Linked DNA regions of Anser cygnoides: region 2 is linked to region 1. The links are chromatin contacts, called in public Hi-C maps. All regions are on one chromosome and are shown on one strand. Each heading gives the region's core, a stretch centred on a gene start, on an enhancer-like site or on the middle of the called end of the contact. The rest is flanking DNA. Distances are from core to core; before and after follow the strand shown.

Evidence for each region. A called contact is a pair of places that touch in the nucleus more often than the background predicts.
Region 2: a contact with region 1 is called in a Hi-C map of liver, with 1.9 times the contacts expected there. The contact joins two enhancer-like sites. A contact is called at or near these places in 2 of 7 Hi-C or Micro-C datasets (granulosa cells and liver).

What each region holds. Positions count from the first base shown.
Region 1 is chr2:4,762,506-4,765,369 of Taihu_goose_T2T_genome, reverse strand. No RefSeq gene overlaps it. Among named protein-coding and RNA genes, the nearest start is that of MINDY4, 27 kb to the right of the region's middle. Within about 2 kb of position 1,394, at least 1 of the 3 cell types and tissues checked has open chromatin away from gene starts, as enhancers often do. A contact at or near this core is called in liver, where this site is marked.
Region 2 is chr2:4,916,855-4,919,567 of Taihu_goose_T2T_genome, reverse strand. All of the region lies in intron 2 of CRHR2 (corticotropin releasing hormone receptor 2), which reads right to left. Among named protein-coding and RNA genes, the nearest start is that of CRHR2, 33 kb to the right of the region's middle. Within about 2 kb of position 1,352, at least 1 of the 3 cell types and tissues checked has open chromatin away from gene starts, as enhancers often do. A contact at or near this core is called in liver, where this site is marked.

The DNA of each region.
Region 1 (2,864 bases), core at 145-2,644:
CTAAGGCAGCGGCTGTTTTCTGTGCCAGACCCTCCTGGAGCTTCTCAACGGGGCACAGATTGGAAATTCTCCTTCATCTCAGTCCCAATTATAATAAAAAAGTGACAGAGAGAGGAAGGCCAATTCTGAAAACTGAGTCAGAAGAGAAGAAAAAATTAGCTTCTCTGAGTGATTTATGTTGCACCAGTGGTATAATCCCTTCCAAATTCAATTACAGCTAATTAAAAATAACTCTCTCTTCTGATCTGATCACTTACGGTTCCAAGTTTCACTTGGGTGATGGTGACTGAGAAATCTCTCTCTCTAAAGATGGACAGACGATGCAAGGTTTGCTACTGATGCAACACTAGGGTTATATCATAAAATGCTTAATTACTAGCCCTGTGTCATACTGGTTGTCTCAGAGTGAAACAAGACTGGATTACAGTCTTGAGCATCCTAATCTCTCTGTACATATTCCCCCTCATTGACCTCAGATTGCCTGGGAGAAGCAGTGCTTGAGAAACTGCTGCTGCACTTCTCACACAGCCTCACTTGGAATTGCATTATCTCATTTGTAAAGAAGTGGTGTTCTGGCTCCTGTCCATTTGTTTCTGGTCTAGCACCAGTGGGCATGTGAACATATTATTATTAGCACACAGTAAGCCCGAGGTCAAGTTCTAGTGACCAGCTCCAGCATTTGGTTTGGATAAAAATGCTTTGTACAGTCAGCAATTTTCTTCTGACATTTGGGATGCATGTAAAGCAGTTTTTTAGAATAATAATAAAAAGAGAAGTAGCAACTCAGAGACATAGGCTCAATTCTGCAAAGGGTTTCAAGAGCCAAACTTCTTCCTTTCTTGCAGAGCACCCCACAGGGTTTTATCTCAACAGTCAGGAGTAGACATTCGTATTCTTCTATCACTCACTGTAAAACAAGGGCCCACAAAGCAGCTACAAGACATAATGTACCTCCTTCTCTGTAGCAGTAAGTGCTCAACTCCTGGGACTCTCCATTAGCGATTTCTTTATCATGTTATCTAAATAATAAACCAACTGCTTACACAGCGTTACACGACAAGACCAGCTATGGGATTTGCAATAGCAGAACAAAGTTGCTGTTTGTTTTCAACCTGCCAAGGTCAACACAAACCAGAACACCAGTCACAGCAAATAAATCACACGTAAGAAGGACAGGGTTCACGAGGGAAAACTATTTTCCTGGTGTTTTCACCCTCAGCCAAAGCAAGAGGTGCCAATGATTGACCCTATTACAATATTTGAAAAAGGACGCTTCATCACAGAGGCTTCAGAACAGGGGCTGGTGGTCATTTTCAGAGCTCATCACACTCTCTTTGCTCACCAGGCCACAGAAATACCTGTCAAAAATATGATTTGCCTAATAGGATTCATTGCTTGCTGATATGTCACTTCTTGTAAAAAAAACAGAGTATGGTAATCTGAAGAAAAACAGAATATTTAACCAGACCTCCCATCCAAGAAAACAATGCTTCCTGGGGGAAGAAAGTTCCTCTGGCTCTTGCAGAGAACAGCTAAGCCATGTTGCACATCATGTCATTACCCACTCACATTTTTATTACCTTTTGTGTCTTAATTACTGTTACAATATGCTTGGCATACTGTCATTCAACAATTTACAATCACAGTCTATGACTACATTATTTAACTCATTAGATTATGCAAACATCCAAAGAAAACTGCAACACAGATGCCAGTTTCTGTCCAGCTACAGACTTCTAAATCTACACAGCTGACAGCATGAGAAGATCTATTTGCTCATTTTAAATAAATTGCTCTTCAATTAGGCAGCACTGCATCTTTTTGGCACATTTCTACAGCAGCTGAAAAATTGCAGGTACCGATCACTGGTTAGATACTGCTCTTGCTTTTATTTTTTTTTTTCATTTTGGGGATGGGAAGGGAAAGTTAATGCACAGTCTCTACAGTGTCTTCAGGGCAAACTTCATCCCCCAAAAGAAAAAGCAGTAGTTTGCAAGTAGAGGGTTTCAGGAAAACTCAATCTGTAGGATTTCCCATGTTCTGTTCAGGTTATCTTGCTCCAAGCACGGCTCAGCACTGACCAATGCTCTTCTGCATTCAGGGCATTCATAACGTTCCTCTCTCACACTGTCTGGATGCTACTCACGGAGATGATCTCCTGCATCAGGACTGGGGATGGCAATTGGTGTGGGCTAGGTCCTTGCCACTGATTTTCACAAAACTTGCAGGAACACTACGGATTTCTGAGGTCCTTACATTCCAAATCATTAATTCCACATTTTGTTCCAAATCGTCTAATCCTACCAGGGATGTTCCAAATCGTCTAATCCTGCCAGGGAGGAACCCACCTCACCCCTTAAAAACAAAACAAAACAACAACAAAAAAACCTTTCCCCAATTACATCCAAAACATTGACATAGAAGTCACTACTTCTATCACTGTAAGAAGCATAATCCCCTTGGAACACTTGACAATCTCTGGTATGTATGTTCAGACGAGCTCTCCTCCTGGAATCATACTCATTCATCCATCCTCCAGTTACTGTTGGTTTATTGTGATGACAAAAAAGTAACAAAAAGAAATTTAGTCAATGCCACTGCAACATAAAAAGCATTACAAAAATGAGCCATAGCCAGAAATGTTGTATATTTGGACTAAAATGAAAGAGAAATGTTACCTAACTGCATCTTGCCTACCAAGTAGATATATGCTTACCTAGAGCCCTAGCAGCAGAGAGGTTAGATAATCCAGAAAATGATATAGGAGCAATAATTTTGCAGCTTATTAAGACCCAGAGATAGGAAAAGGAGCAGAGCTCAGCAGGAGAACACCTGAAGAACAGCACAAAGGAATGCCAGCTACT
Region 2 (2,713 bases), core at 103-2,602, 150 kb before region 1:
TACCCGTTTTGCCCCGTTTTCCAGATCAAGGAGGACTTGCACGTTCCAGAACTAGAAACTCAGCATCAGTAGAGAAAATGCCATAGAATAGAAACACAGAATGGTTTGGGTTGGAGGTGAACCTCAAAGCCCACCTAATCCCACCCCCTGCCATGGGCAGGGCCCCCTGCCCCCAGCCCAGGCTGCCCCCAGCCCCATCCAGCCTGGCCTTGGGCACTGCCAGGGATGGGGCAGCCACAGCTCCTCTGGGCAGCCTGGGACAGGGCCTCACAGCCCTCACAGTGAAGAATTTCCTCCTAATATCTAATCTAAAACTTTTTTTTTTTTTTTAATTTAAAGCCATTCCCTCTTGTCCTATCACCACTACCCCTGACCAAGAGTCCCTCCCCAGCTCTCCTGCAGCCCCCTCTAGGCCCTGGCAGGCCGCTGTGAGGTCTCCCCGGAGCCTTCTCCTCTCCAGGCTGAACAACCCCAACTCCCTCAGCCTGGCTCCACAGCAGAGGTGCTCCAGCCTCTGAGCATCCTCGTGGCCTCCTCTGGACTCACCCCAACAGGTCCCCGTCCTTCTGGTGCTGGGGCCCAGAGCTGAGCGCAGGCTCCAGGTGGGGTCTCATGAGAGCAGAGCACAGGGGGACAATCCCCTCCCTCCCCTGCTGCCCACGCTGCTGTTGATGAAGCCCAGGACACGGTTGGCTTTCTGGGCTGCAGGCACACATTGCTGGCTCATGTCAAGCTTCTTATCCACCAACCACCATTCCCCACCCAGCCTGTATTTGTGCTTGGGATTGCCCTGGCCCAGATGCAGGACCTTGCACTTGGCCATGTTGAACATCATGAGGTTTTCCCAGGCCCACCTCTCAGGCCTGTCCAGGTCCCTCTGGATGGCATCCCTTCCCTCCAGTGTGGTGACTGCAGCACACAGCTTGGTGCCTTCCACAGACTTGCTGAGGGTGCACTTAATATCACTGGCCACGTCTCCAACCAAATTCACACAAAGCACTCAAAAATATCTAGCTACAGAAAAGTGCTTGGTTAGGGGATTTTCTGTTGAATAGATTCCATTTGCATAGAAAACAAATTTTGATTTCTCAATGTTTACACTTCTACTGTTAACACAGCCCGTCAGTTTGGGGCTGATGTAATTTTAAGGGCATTAGTTTACAGCAGCAAACTTCATTGAAGCTTGTGCTTTCTAGTTGAAATACAAAGGGAAAGAAGGAGGCAATCAGGCTACGATAAACTCTTACTGTTTGAAAGAGAAAAAACTTTTCTTTTCTGAGCATGTTGAGATATGCACAGCACTTACCCCAAGAGACATATTGATCTGATTTAGCTTCTAGATTCCATCATAATTTGAAAATAAATAATAACAATAGCAACATGATTTACAACCAAAAGACAGACAGTGACTTTTCCATCTCTGAGATTACTGCCCCTCCCCCCCCCCCCCCCCCCCCCCCCCAAAATGAGGATTCGTTGGTTTCCTAAAGGCTTCCATTGATGGGCTGAAATAACAACAACAACTCAGGAGAATGACTATTAGCCTAGAAAACAGCCGGAATCTATGTACACAGAGTGTATATGCATTTGCAAAGAACCAGGTATAGAAAATCAGGATTTCCAAGCCAGCAGTAACATAACCATTTGTCCTTGTGTTTATAATGGCTCACAATTGTCCTTTTCTCTACTGATAAAACAGGGATTTTGTAAGGTTTTCAAAGAAGCCTATCTGCACTTAAACAACCACTCCAATTCTCAGAAGCCAGAAGTATGAATAGCACCTACCTTTGTGACCCCAAGAGAAAGTAAATGTTTCTGAACCACATAATCTACACTAAAAGGTGTTGATGATAAAAATAAATGGTATCTTTTCAACATTAAAGTAAATTCCTTCATTATGAATCACTGAAAATGATCTTCAGTGGTACACAAATTGTGGAAGCAGGACAGAAGCCCATAGCAATGGAAAGGAAATGTTGTATCATTCCTAGAAATTCATTTGCCGCTTTCCTTAATTGATCCCTGTAGTTCTTCAGAACAGCATTTTCCTTGGATAATTACTATCCCGTTTCTGAGAGAGATCCAAAAAGACATAAGCCAAAGGCTACACAAAGAAAATGTTTATAATACCTCATTGGCACTGAAATCAATGTAAGCAAATGACTGACTGTACAAAGAAGTGGGCTAGAATTCATCTCACCTCATTTTGGGCGTCCGCATTGGAAGGTAAGTTTTATCCTACTTATCATAAAATGTATAAATGGCTGAATTTACTCAGAGAAGTCCCACCCCTCACTTTCTGATTAGGCATAGCACAAGGAAATTTATTTGAAAGAGATTTCTTTCATTTCTGGGTCTAATGTGATTTTTTAAATACATGGATTTTCTGAAATTTTTGAAGGTTTTTCACCTTGTCAAAATAAAACATTTACATTTATGTAAAAATAGATTTTTTTCCCCCTTTTGGCAGTAATTGATGAAAATTAAACTTTCCTAAGGTCAGTCAAAATAAACTGATTTGAAGATAAAACAAATATTGAAGGAAAATATTCACCCTGTTCTCAATGGTTTTGGGAGTCGGTAGACTTCATCTATGGAATTTGGCTAGAATGGAGCTGGTGAGCTCTTGAGGGAGTTTCGCCACTCACCAATGCTCAACAGATGCAGAACCCATCAAATTATTATTGATCCCTCTGTACTTTGGTCTTCGCTC